Regions from separate parts of the Mus musculus genome. Here region 1 is linked to region 2. Evidence: chromatin contacts called from public HiChIP or PLAC-seq data. All regions are on one chromosome and are shown on one strand. The core of a region is the stretch at or near the end of the contact, and the rest is flanking DNA. Distances in the headings are between cores, read along the strand shown. Region 1 has its middle 23 kb from the start of Gm36732. Region 2 holds the start of Zfp512 (zinc finger protein 512).

The links. HiChIP or PLAC-seq counts read pairs in DNA pulled down with a chosen protein or histone mark.
Region 1: an H3K27ac HiChIP or PLAC-seq map of the NIH/3T3 cell line shows a contact between it and region 2, with 5 times the contacts expected there. The contact joins the enhancer-like site here to the promoter of Zfp512 in region 2. A contact is called at or near these places in 1 of 115 datasets of contacts at active chromatin or transcription factors (the NIH/3T3 cell line) and 2 of 9 other capture datasets (liver and macrophages).

Annotation. Positions count from the first base shown.
Region 1 is chr5:32,205,961-32,211,072 of GRCm38.p6, reverse strand. No RefSeq gene overlaps it. Among named protein-coding and RNA genes, the nearest start is that of Gm36732, 23 kb to the right of the region's middle. Within about 2 kb of position 1,297, at least 12 of the 459 cell types and tissues checked have an H3K27ac peak or open chromatin away from gene starts, as enhancers often do. A contact at or near this core is called in the NIH/3T3 cell line, where this site is marked.
Region 2 is chr5:31,450,351-31,455,887 of GRCm38.p6, reverse strand. It overlaps Zfp512 (zinc finger protein 512), which reads right to left and starts at 3,452. Exons shown (of 14, transcript NM_172993.3): 1 at 3,311-3,452; 2 at 2,675-2,733. The coding sequence starts at 3,340.

The DNA of each region.
Region 1 (5,112 bases), core at 48-2,547, 760 kb before region 2:
GGATCCCTCTCATGTCCTAATCCTCTTTAGCTGGGGCTAGAAAGTGGAGGTGGAAGATTTCAGCTTAAACAAATGTAAATGAGGGCCAGTCCTGTTGCTCCAGAAGCAATGGGAAGTGAGGGAGAGAGGGGTCCACGGGCGAGTGCACAGTGCACAAGCCTGAGGACCTGAGTCTGGAGCCCTCATATCCATGTAAAAACCTTTGCTGTGTTCCAACCACAGCATTGCCTTGTGGAGGTGTGGACTGAAGGTTTTCTGGTCTGGTTGGTCAACCAGTCTAGCAGAAACAGCCAGATCCAAATTCAGTAAGTCCTTGTCTCAAGGGAAAAAAGAAAATTAACCGATAGGAGGATAGGAGATCAGGACACAATGTCCTCCTCTGGTCTTCATGCATGTACAGATACATGTAGACATACCTACATGTGCCTACACACACACACACACACACACACACACACCGAGAGAGAGAGAGAGAGAGAGAGAGAGAGAGAGAGAGAGAGAGAGAGAGAGAGAGAGAGAGAAAACATCAAACATTAAACCCTCTATATTTTAAAGTTAGCCCTTTTAGCTAGGTGTGATTATCACACCTTTAACCCCAACACTTAAGAGGTGGAGGAGGGTGTATCTCTGTGAGTCTGAGGCCAGCCTCTGTTTATATAGAGAATTCCAGGCCAGCGAGGACTATATAGTTAGATCTTGTCTAAAAAACAAACAAAACAAAATGGCCTTTATACAATTTTACAAAAAGTACATCAGCATTCTGAGAAAGTCTAATTGCTTTTAATACATGTTTAAAACTCTCATTAAAAAGCATAACATATCTGAAAACTATAAAAAAAAATTGAATGTTGTTTCCCCATGTTGGTGTTATCTTAATTTTATAATGTATATACATAATGAGTCAGATATTAAGACTTTTGAATGTTTAATCACTTATAATAAAATGCATTGCCTAGTAGCAGTGAATTACAGTTGAGCAACTTTATCATCCCAATAAAGAATGTAGCCCATCTCAACAATGACAAAATATTTTATCTTTTTAATTTACTTAGTTTGACTAGCAGAAAATAGCTTAGAGATTTTCTAAGCATTAACAAAATGATATCTTAGTAAAGTTTCTCCTTTTTAAATAACTTAGTGTCTGGGGGCAGGGCATCATTTGTGCCACAGCACACACGGGGGTCTTAGGACAACCAAAGGGACTGGAGATTAAATTTAGTAACCAGCATGCTAATCCACTGAGCTGTCTGCCAGCCCCATGTTCTGACAACTTAGTCACCTTTAACTGGAAGGTACTACTAGCTACCTCTCTTCTGAGTAAGACTTAATTACAAAGACTATTACATAAACAATAAGGTTACTCAGATCCTAAATGTTTCTGTTTGTAAAGATTGGAATTTCCTGTAATTCCATTATGACAAGGAAATTTGATGAGACTCTTTGATAAATATGTACACTCACTATTTTGTATGTATCAGAGACTTAGTAAAAATCTCCTGTTTGTCAATTCTATATGTGAGCATTCCTGGGGGTGGGGGTGGGGCAGGGACCCATAGCGATAAGAAATTCCCTTCAGAAGAGGATTTATAATTTACATGACTTAAGGGTATTTTAACTGATGTCACTGTGTTCTTAGCACCTCCCAAGAGTAACTTGACTCTTCAGAAAAATGAATAAAATTTAATTTCTTTATAAAATCTACTTTGGAAGAAAGTCCTTACCAAAGTCTACATAGCCAATACAAAATTCTGTAACTTAAAAAAAAAAAAAAAAAAAAAAAAAAAAAGGTAAGACTCAATGAATGCTATTTTACCTTTAAAAAAGAAAACCCACCCCTATTTTCAGTAAGGTATCTTAGACGCTTAGCATCCTTCTAAAATCTGGTGCTTTCAAAGCATTCTTAATGTTTTTATAAAGCATACTCAATAGATCCCTCAAAGACTTGTTTAGTGTGCCTGATTGTTTTGTTTCATTTTGTGTTTGTTTGTTTGTTTGTTTGTTTGTTTGTTTTAAGACAGGGTTTCTCTGTGTAGCCCTGGCTGTCCTGGGACTCTATAGACCCGGCTGACCTTGAACTCACAGAGATCCCCCTGCCTCTGCCTCCCAAGTACTGCCACCACACCTGGCTCATAATACCGTTTTAATAGGTTTTATGGAACTAACAGTACCTATATATATATATGAGGCAGTAAAGGTCTTTGAATAAATAAAACCTACTTTTAAAAACCCCTTGTTGTGAATTAATTTGTAATCTGTTAAGAAGTGTTGGGCTGCTTTATTCTCAACCTCAGCTTCCAAAACTAGCGTTTGAAAGCGCTGTGTCCTCAGTGCCAAGATCAACAGAGTGTGGGGAGCCCAGCCCAAGAGGATACATCTGCCTCCCATCCCCCTGCATCATAAGAGGGGATAGGAAGAAAGACTGCGAGAGCCAGGACACTGGGAAGTCTGCTGTGACATGCTCTCTCCTAGAAATGGCTGCGTCCACAAGACTAGAACTCTAGCGGTGTCAGTGGTCATGTTAACGCCGAAGGGGAAATAATGCTGTGGGGTCCCATCTCTGAACAGAGCTGCAGCCAACTTCAGACTGCTGAGAGAGGGGGACTGAGCCGCTCCCAGGGAGGAGCACCCAGCTTGCTTGTCCAGAGCAGTGAGCCTGGTTAGTCTTGAAGCCAGCCACATCCACAAACAACACAAAATGGACTCAGCAGATTCTATTTATATGTATTTGTGCGCACGCACACACATATATGTGAATGTATGTATCAAATACCATCAGAGAAAATAAGGCTGCCAACTTGAGAGTAGAAAACATGGGAAGGGTGGATGGGGAGTGGGAGACTGGAAGGAGAAAGGGGAGAAGTGATATAATTACCATCAATTTATCTATATCGATTAAAAAAATTAAAAGAAAGTTCTGTGCATTAACCATACAATTAAAAGTTTAAATTTAGTATTTCAATATTTACAGTTAGATCAGCTAAGAGAAAGCCCTTTATAATGTATGCGGTTTAGGAATATCTTAATTAATGTAAAGTGTTTTTAGGTTCAAGGGCTGGGGAACTAGACCCAAATAAGTGGTGACCTAGGTCCAAATTTCAAATATTTTAATTTAGTTGTGCAGATAATTATAATTTTTAGAGTGCAGTGAGTTTTCAAAAATGTTTAAAGGAACCACAATGGTTAATCTTTATGGTTATCTTTAGGAAATTTAAGGGCAAATTGAGTTTTACTTTAGGGACTCACCTTGGTGGCTAAAGCAAAAGTTAATGACAAAAGAGTGTCTGTGTCTGTGTGTGCTACTTAACGGGGAATTCCTTCTCAGAGTGTCTGCAGTGGGAAGATTTACTCTCTTACATGTCCAGGAAGCCCCAACACCAAGGGTTATGGGGTGACTCAAGGTGAGAGGTGACCTTATGATATATCCAAACAAGCTATTAGAGTTTTTCCAGCCTAGAAATGAGATATGTTCTTCTTATGTGGTTTACTTTGAAGTCAGGGCAAGCCACTTAACATCCCCTAGGGTAGGTCAGAGGGAACTTTTGTCTTGTCTCCGGAGTCCAGAGAACTTCTATGTCTTCTATGTGCATAAATGTCTAACCTCTAATGAGTCCATTGCTACAGCCTTCATGAAGTCGGGTATTCACAAGACAAGCCATAACAAACAGCTGCATTAATTCAGAGAGGACCCATTAAGGCTTACTTGCTGAAGAGTCAGCAAACAAGCACAACCAAGGTGGTGTGGACTTACTACTTTCTGTACCTACACAAATTATAGCAGGGATATCTCAAAAATTTACTCAAATTTAAATGCAAGCAGACTGTGTGTGTGTGTGTGTGTGTGTGTGTGTGTGTGTGTGTGTGTGGTGTATACTCATTTATAGGAACGTATCCAAAGGCCAGAGGAGGATACTCTGACCTGCTGTATTGCCCTCCACTATATTGCCTTGAGATAGTTCTCAGGAGCACAAGAGTACTATGCCAAACAAGATCTGTCTGAACTGTTCTGTTGCTTAATAAAACAATTCAGCTAGTAGATCTGCAAGCTGTCACAACAGCAGGCCGTTCAAATGTACCTTTTACAAAGTGTACCAAGAGCAGAAAGCAAACCAAGCTCCAGACTGTGAGAATTAACTCTGGTTCAGAAAGCTGGACAACACAGGTACTCTTTACAAATGAGATCTGGTCAAAATCCAAAGGGTGCCCTGAGTCCTAAGCACAGGAATGGATAAGCCATGGGGCTGTGTCCTGGCTAGTGCCCCTAACGTGTTATAGAGCATGTAACCATTTTAAACCAGAAGAGAAGTCACTATTTCCTTTAGGGATCTATTTCCAGTTTGGCCAAAATGAAGCTGGAATAACTCCTTGTTTCTTCTCTCTGCCTTTTCTCTAGCAGTTATACAGTTTTATGGGAAAGATTAACAAACCCAGGAAGTATGCTAATCATGCAATGTGACAAGCTGTCAGAACCCTGAGAGACCCCTCAGCAGGCTTTAGTCCCTCCCCTTGCCCCAGCTTGTGATCCTCTCAGGTGGAAATTTCTGGTTTCATTGCAAAGTCAATTATGTCAAATGATGTTTTGCTGGGGCACACAGGTGAAAGGATGTCTTGCTAAAGCAGACTTGTGAATATTTTGCTAAAGCAGGCATAGGTGAAAATGTTTTGCTATAATAGACATGTAAAAGGACACGTGATGTTTAGAAGGAATATAAATATGAACCCACAGACAGTGGGAGCTTGAGCATTGGTTTGCTTTGGTGCACCTTGCTATTCCTTGCTATTCTTCACTGACGGCACCATGTATTATTGGCTTGCCGTATGTTGCATTGCTGAGCTCCACTTGTGGTGACGCTATAGAGAGAAACTTACCAAAGAACTTCTTGTGAGGTTCCAGTGGCTTCCTGCCACTTCCATGGACTTGGGCCAGTTAGGGAGCCTCTCCGTTTCTGCTGGATTGAACTGCAGCTGCTGGTTTGTGTGTGGTGTCTGCCAAGTGGACTGGACTGATACATTGAAGATTGGAATCACTACAAAGAACTATTTCTAAACAGGTCCACTTTCCCCATATCTTAATAACCTTTCTTTCCCACTACTTCTGGGAAGATTGAACCCATA
Region 2 (5,537 bases), core at 2,203-4,702:
AAGAGCAATCGGTGCTCTTAACTGCTAAGCCATCTCTCCAGCCTGGATTAAGAATTTTTACGAGCCTCTATCCCAGTGGTTCTAATTGTGTGTGTCCTAAGATCACTGAAAAACACCAATATTTACATTATGATTCATAACAGTCACAAAATTAGTAGTGCAGAAGCAAAGCAAATAATTGTATAGCTGGTGGTAACCACAACATGAGGATCTGTGTTACAAGGTCCACAGCACTGAGAGAAGGTTTAGAACCTTCCCATATGCCCCATAGCCCATTCTTCTAAGTTCAAATATGTAGACTTAATTATTTAAGAAGAAGCCTTCTGGTTGGTCTCAGCATCTTTTGGAGTCTTTTTACAGAATAATACACTCCATGCTTTCCCTCTCTTTTTAAGTCTCACTTTAAATCATCAGCTCTCAAACTTTGCAGTCTCCTTGGAAGATAATTAAGAATAAGTATTTCTGGCACTGGAGGCAAGGCTCAGTGCGTAAGAGCACTTGCTCCTGCAGAGGACCTGATTCTATTCCCAGCACTCACAGGGAGCTTCACAGTCACCCATCACTCCAGTTCCAGGAGACCTGATGGCCTCTTCGGAGCTCCATGGGTCTGTGGTGCACAGACATCCATGTGAGAACATCACAAACACTAAATAAATCCAAAGAGTTTTGAGTGAGTTCTCCCAATGACTCCAATTCTGATTAAGAGACGGACCCATTTGCCTTCATTCTGCTTAACAATTTTCTTTCCATAATTCCTAGAAAAGCTGATGAATGCACTCATCTTGTGGAGAAAAAAAAATATGTTCCCAATTACTTTTCACAGAAGGTAATTCTTAATTCTGTATTTAAGATCAGTTCTTCATTTAAGCGCAAACCCATTCATTTTGTTGGTAATGTTAGGTCTCGGTTCAGAAATTCCCAGTTTTTATTCGGTTTATGAATCCAAAATCCAACTGTTGCCAAAGACAGAAACCTGTCAACACACTGTTTCCACCTCCCCCTCTGAACTCTCACCTCCTCTCATCGCCTGCATCTATAATATAGTTACAATCACACGCTATGTTTCGCATACAGTTACGATCATAGGCCACATTTCACTTTCTTCCTTAGATTTGAGCAAAACAGTCTTGGTACCAGTTTTCACACTTCTTTCAATCCATCTCTTCAAAGGTGACCTTTCCCTTCCAGGATAATTACAATTGCAACACCTTAGCATGCCCTAAAGGACCTGGCTCCTGCTACCCTTTTTTTTTTTTTTTTGTATTTTTTTCTTTTTCTTTTCAGATTTATTTACTATATGTAAGTACACTGTAGCTGTCTTCAGACACTCCAGAAGAGGAGGTCAGATCTCATTACGGATGGTTGTGAGCCACCATGTGGTTGCAGGGATTTGAACTCAAGACCTCTGGAAGAGCAGTCAGTGCTCTTAACCGCTGAGCCATCTCTCCAGCCCCCTGCTACCTCCTCTTAATGACGCCCTGCGATATCCTCCACGCGCTATCATCCTCCATGCCAGTGTCACACAGCTAGGTATTATAAACTTCTATCAGTTCAAACACTGACTTCATGGGACAGGAGGGTGGGACTGCTCAGTCTCTAACTGAATTATTCTTCGACCTTCAAGCCTCTGTCTTTGCGTGGACTATTCTGGTAATACTGAAATCATCCCTTTGCTTCCCAAAAGTGGCATTAAATTCCACTATAGGAATATTTACTAGCAGTTGCACAAATTAAAAGCGTAGCACATGCCTGTGATCCCGGTACTGGGAAGGCTGAGGGCAGAAACTGCAAAAGTTAAAGTCCACCCTGGCCGACACAGTAAGCTCCTGGTCAGCCTGGGCTACATAGTGAAACCCCATCTCAAACAAAAATACAAGTGTGTGGTGGCCCAGGCCTGTGATCCCAGCACTCAGGAGACAGATGCCTGAGGACTACAAGTTACAGGCCAAGCCAAGTGTCACAGGGAATTTCCAGATAGTGAGCCCCTACCACAAAAAAACAGTTTTTTCCTATTATACTGTATTGTATTGCCGTGATTACCCAATTCATCTGTTGAACAGACAGCTCTGTTGTCATGCCTGGGTGCCCAACCTACTACACAGCTTGTTCAGAGCAGACATCCCGTAAGTGTTATCTAAGTGAATGAACTCACCCCGGAGGTCCAAGTTAATAAAATCTTTCTTTTGTGTTAGCCATGGCAAAACTTAGCACATTCATTACACAAAACAATAAATCAGGGCTGCAACCAAGTAGCTTAGAAATGTAAAGATTGCTTATAGCTGTTTTTATTTCCCTCCCCAGTCCATCAAATTAATTATGAGCACATATTTGATATGGGGGGCAGAGGCCACGCAGGAATACCACTAACTGAAACACACACTCCATTTTTATTAGACTGCATCTTTATTGCAAGCCAGGTTTTCTTTCCCCCACACTAGGATTTTATCTGCACTGTCCAATCCCGTAGCTACTACCTACAGATGGTTATTGAAGTTTTAGTCCATTAAAATGAAATAGAATTTGTAATTCGGTTCTTCAATTGTACTAGCCACATCTCAAGTGCCCCAAAGCCATACCTGTCTGGTGGCTATGATGCTCCACAGTGCAGACACAGAACATCTTTAGCAGCACTGTCTACACCATTACAAAAATGTCCTCAGAAAACCTCACTTACTTCTTAGCTCCCACGATCCTGGTGCTCCTCTGCTGCTTAAGGGATGTGGGTCCCGGGGTCTAGCAAATCACAAGCACAGGAGTGAGTGCTAGGGACCTTTGAAGCTCATCCGCAAAGAGATGAATCCCCCTTGTGCCTAGATGTGAAGCTGTCCCGAGCAACTACTTCAAATGGACTGAAGGAGACACTTTTTAGGAAACCTGTGCCATTCTATTTATTCACAATGTAAAGACGGGTTGACAATACCAGAGTTTTCATCTTTGTCCATTCTCAAAACCCTATCCTAGATAGAGGCTTGAAAAGAAAAGACGAGGAAAAAAAAAATATATATATGATATATACATATGTATCATATATATATTAAAAGAAACGGGAGGCACTGGGGATGCTGAAGGAATATAAATAATTACAATGTGTCGAGGAACTCAGTCCAAGGATACGAGGACTAAGCAATAAAAATAAAAATGGGAAGAAAAAAGGCGGTAAGTGGATCTGATATAAAAGGGTGGGGCCTAGGATTGGCTCCGGAAAAAAAAAAAAAAAACAACTCTGAGTACAAAACAAAAGCAAAGGACCGCGTGTTCTCAGCTCGACAGTTCTATTTCTAAAGTATAATGGTCACACCAAGAAACTCACGGCGGTGACTGCACCGAGTCTGGAAGACATCACTCCCCCTCCACGCCTAACAATTTCACCCAAGGGCTCCGGACAGACCAACGCCACTTCCGCTCTCCTCGCCTCTCCCGGATGTGGTCTCAGCGGCGACTAACCCTGTTCTGAACACCTACTTCCGCCTAGCTGCTTCCGAGGGGGCTGCGGCGGGAAAGGAGTCACGTGATAACTCTTCTTCGGCTTCCATTGAGACCCCGCCCCCATAGCAACAAGGGAGTAGGCAGGCCTTTGGGGCGTGAAGGTTGGAGCAAATGGGAGGAGTCTGAATATTTAAGGGGTCCTCCCGAACTAGCGTTTGCACACCTACTCCCACCCATCCCACAAGTGGTTTTACAGATGCAAACGAAATTCAAATCGCCCCTTTATTGATCTTAAATTAAAGACCCATTCTCTTCTCCTTCCCTCCCAGATATCTCTTTCTTTGCTCAGGTGAGGGACAGAACTCTCCTTATCCACTAACTTCTGGCCTCCAAACTTGTCTAGCTTTTGGATTTTTTTTTTTTTTTTTTTTTTTGGTGCGGTCCCTGAAAGACATGAACACTTTAGCCAAGTTACATCTGGATCTCTCCAGCGGATGAGTCTGGAACAATGCCTGTTCTTAGAAGAAGTGGGCTTGATCCAGAACTATGTCCTTTCCAACCAGAGGGAACGGAAAAGGATCTTTCAGAGAAATTACCATGGCTCCTTTCTGAATGACTGCCCAGTGACGTCCACGAGAGACTGAGATGGCTCGTTTTTGAGGGACTGAGGCATCTCAGAGAATAGAGAGTCTGCTGACTCCTCCCTGAAAGACTGTGTAGACTCTTCTTCACAGAAGGAATGTGCCCTCTTCTCTCTAGAAGTCTACAAGGGCTTCTCCCTGAGGGACTGTGAAGGTTCCTTCCTGAGGGACTACAAGGGCTCCACCTCAAGTGACTTCTAGGGCTCTTCCCTGAAGGACTTGGAAAGCTACTCCCTGAGGGATTTTGAGGACTTCTCCTTGAGGAACTGTGGCCTCTCCCCTTAAAGAGACTGTTATGTCTTCTATCAAAGAGCTATGATAAGTTCTTACAGAGGAACTAAGACTGTTTCTCTGGGAGGGACTTTAATGACTCTGATTTCATCAAGGAAGTAAACTCAGCCCCGGTACAAGAGACAGACACATGCTCAGTGACTTCCTGGAATATGTCGCTGAACTTTGAACTAGTTTTCTTGACTCCCAATCTACTACCAGAGTATTGCTGGATTATGGAAGATGTTGAGCAGAGTGTTGACATCGTTAAAGGCATTCTTTTCTCATTACTGTGACATAAAATATGTCTCTGAATATAGTTTTTAACCACTGAAGTCTGAGAAACAGTCCTTGAAACCCTTTCTAGCAGGCTTTGAGAAAATACCATTAGTTCAGCTGGAACCCCAAAAATTAAGAATAGATTGGTAGATGTCCATAGTGGAGCCTTCTGTTACAAATGACTGAAAACAAGGCTTCCTTTCCATAGTGGTTCCCATGACATTCCCCAGCATTAGCATACTGGAGAGGTATTTCCTAGGTAGTCGCTGCCTACAGACATGACTTTCCCAGACATTCTGTTGTATGCCCAGGAAAGAACCGATAGAGCTTCTTCGAGCCCCTAATCCAGCCTGAAACTCCTCTGTTAGTAGTTTGAATGAATATGAAGAATACCTCTGGAATTCCTCCATTTGGCCCTTTTCAATTCCTTTCTTAGATAAGACATTAATATTCCAGATCTCAGGATATGGGTTTCCCTTGGTGTCTCCTGTCTTATCAGAGGGTAGATTTGGAAGGACCAAGGGACGAACTGAAGATTTTATTATAATAGTGTCTGTGTAGGACTTTGAAGACTGCAAAATTCCCAAACCAAGGTTTTCCATACCAAAAACTCTTGAAACTTCAGGCGCCACAGAACCCTGAAGGTGCCCTAATTGGGTTGTTTTATCAACGCTTGAAAGAAATGGGGCTGAAGGGCTGTGTATGAAACAAGATAAGGAGTTCTCTGCCTGTAACTGTACTGATGTGATCATCTCTGAGTCTTTACTCTGATTTGAACCCTCCATTTTCATTAATTTACGAGATTCTGGTGTGAGGCCTAGAGATTTTTCAGCCTGAAGCCTATGTTCATGAGTTAACAATGTAGGATCCTTAAGGGGAGATGTTTGCTGAAATATTAAAACTGCAGAAGTCACTTGAATA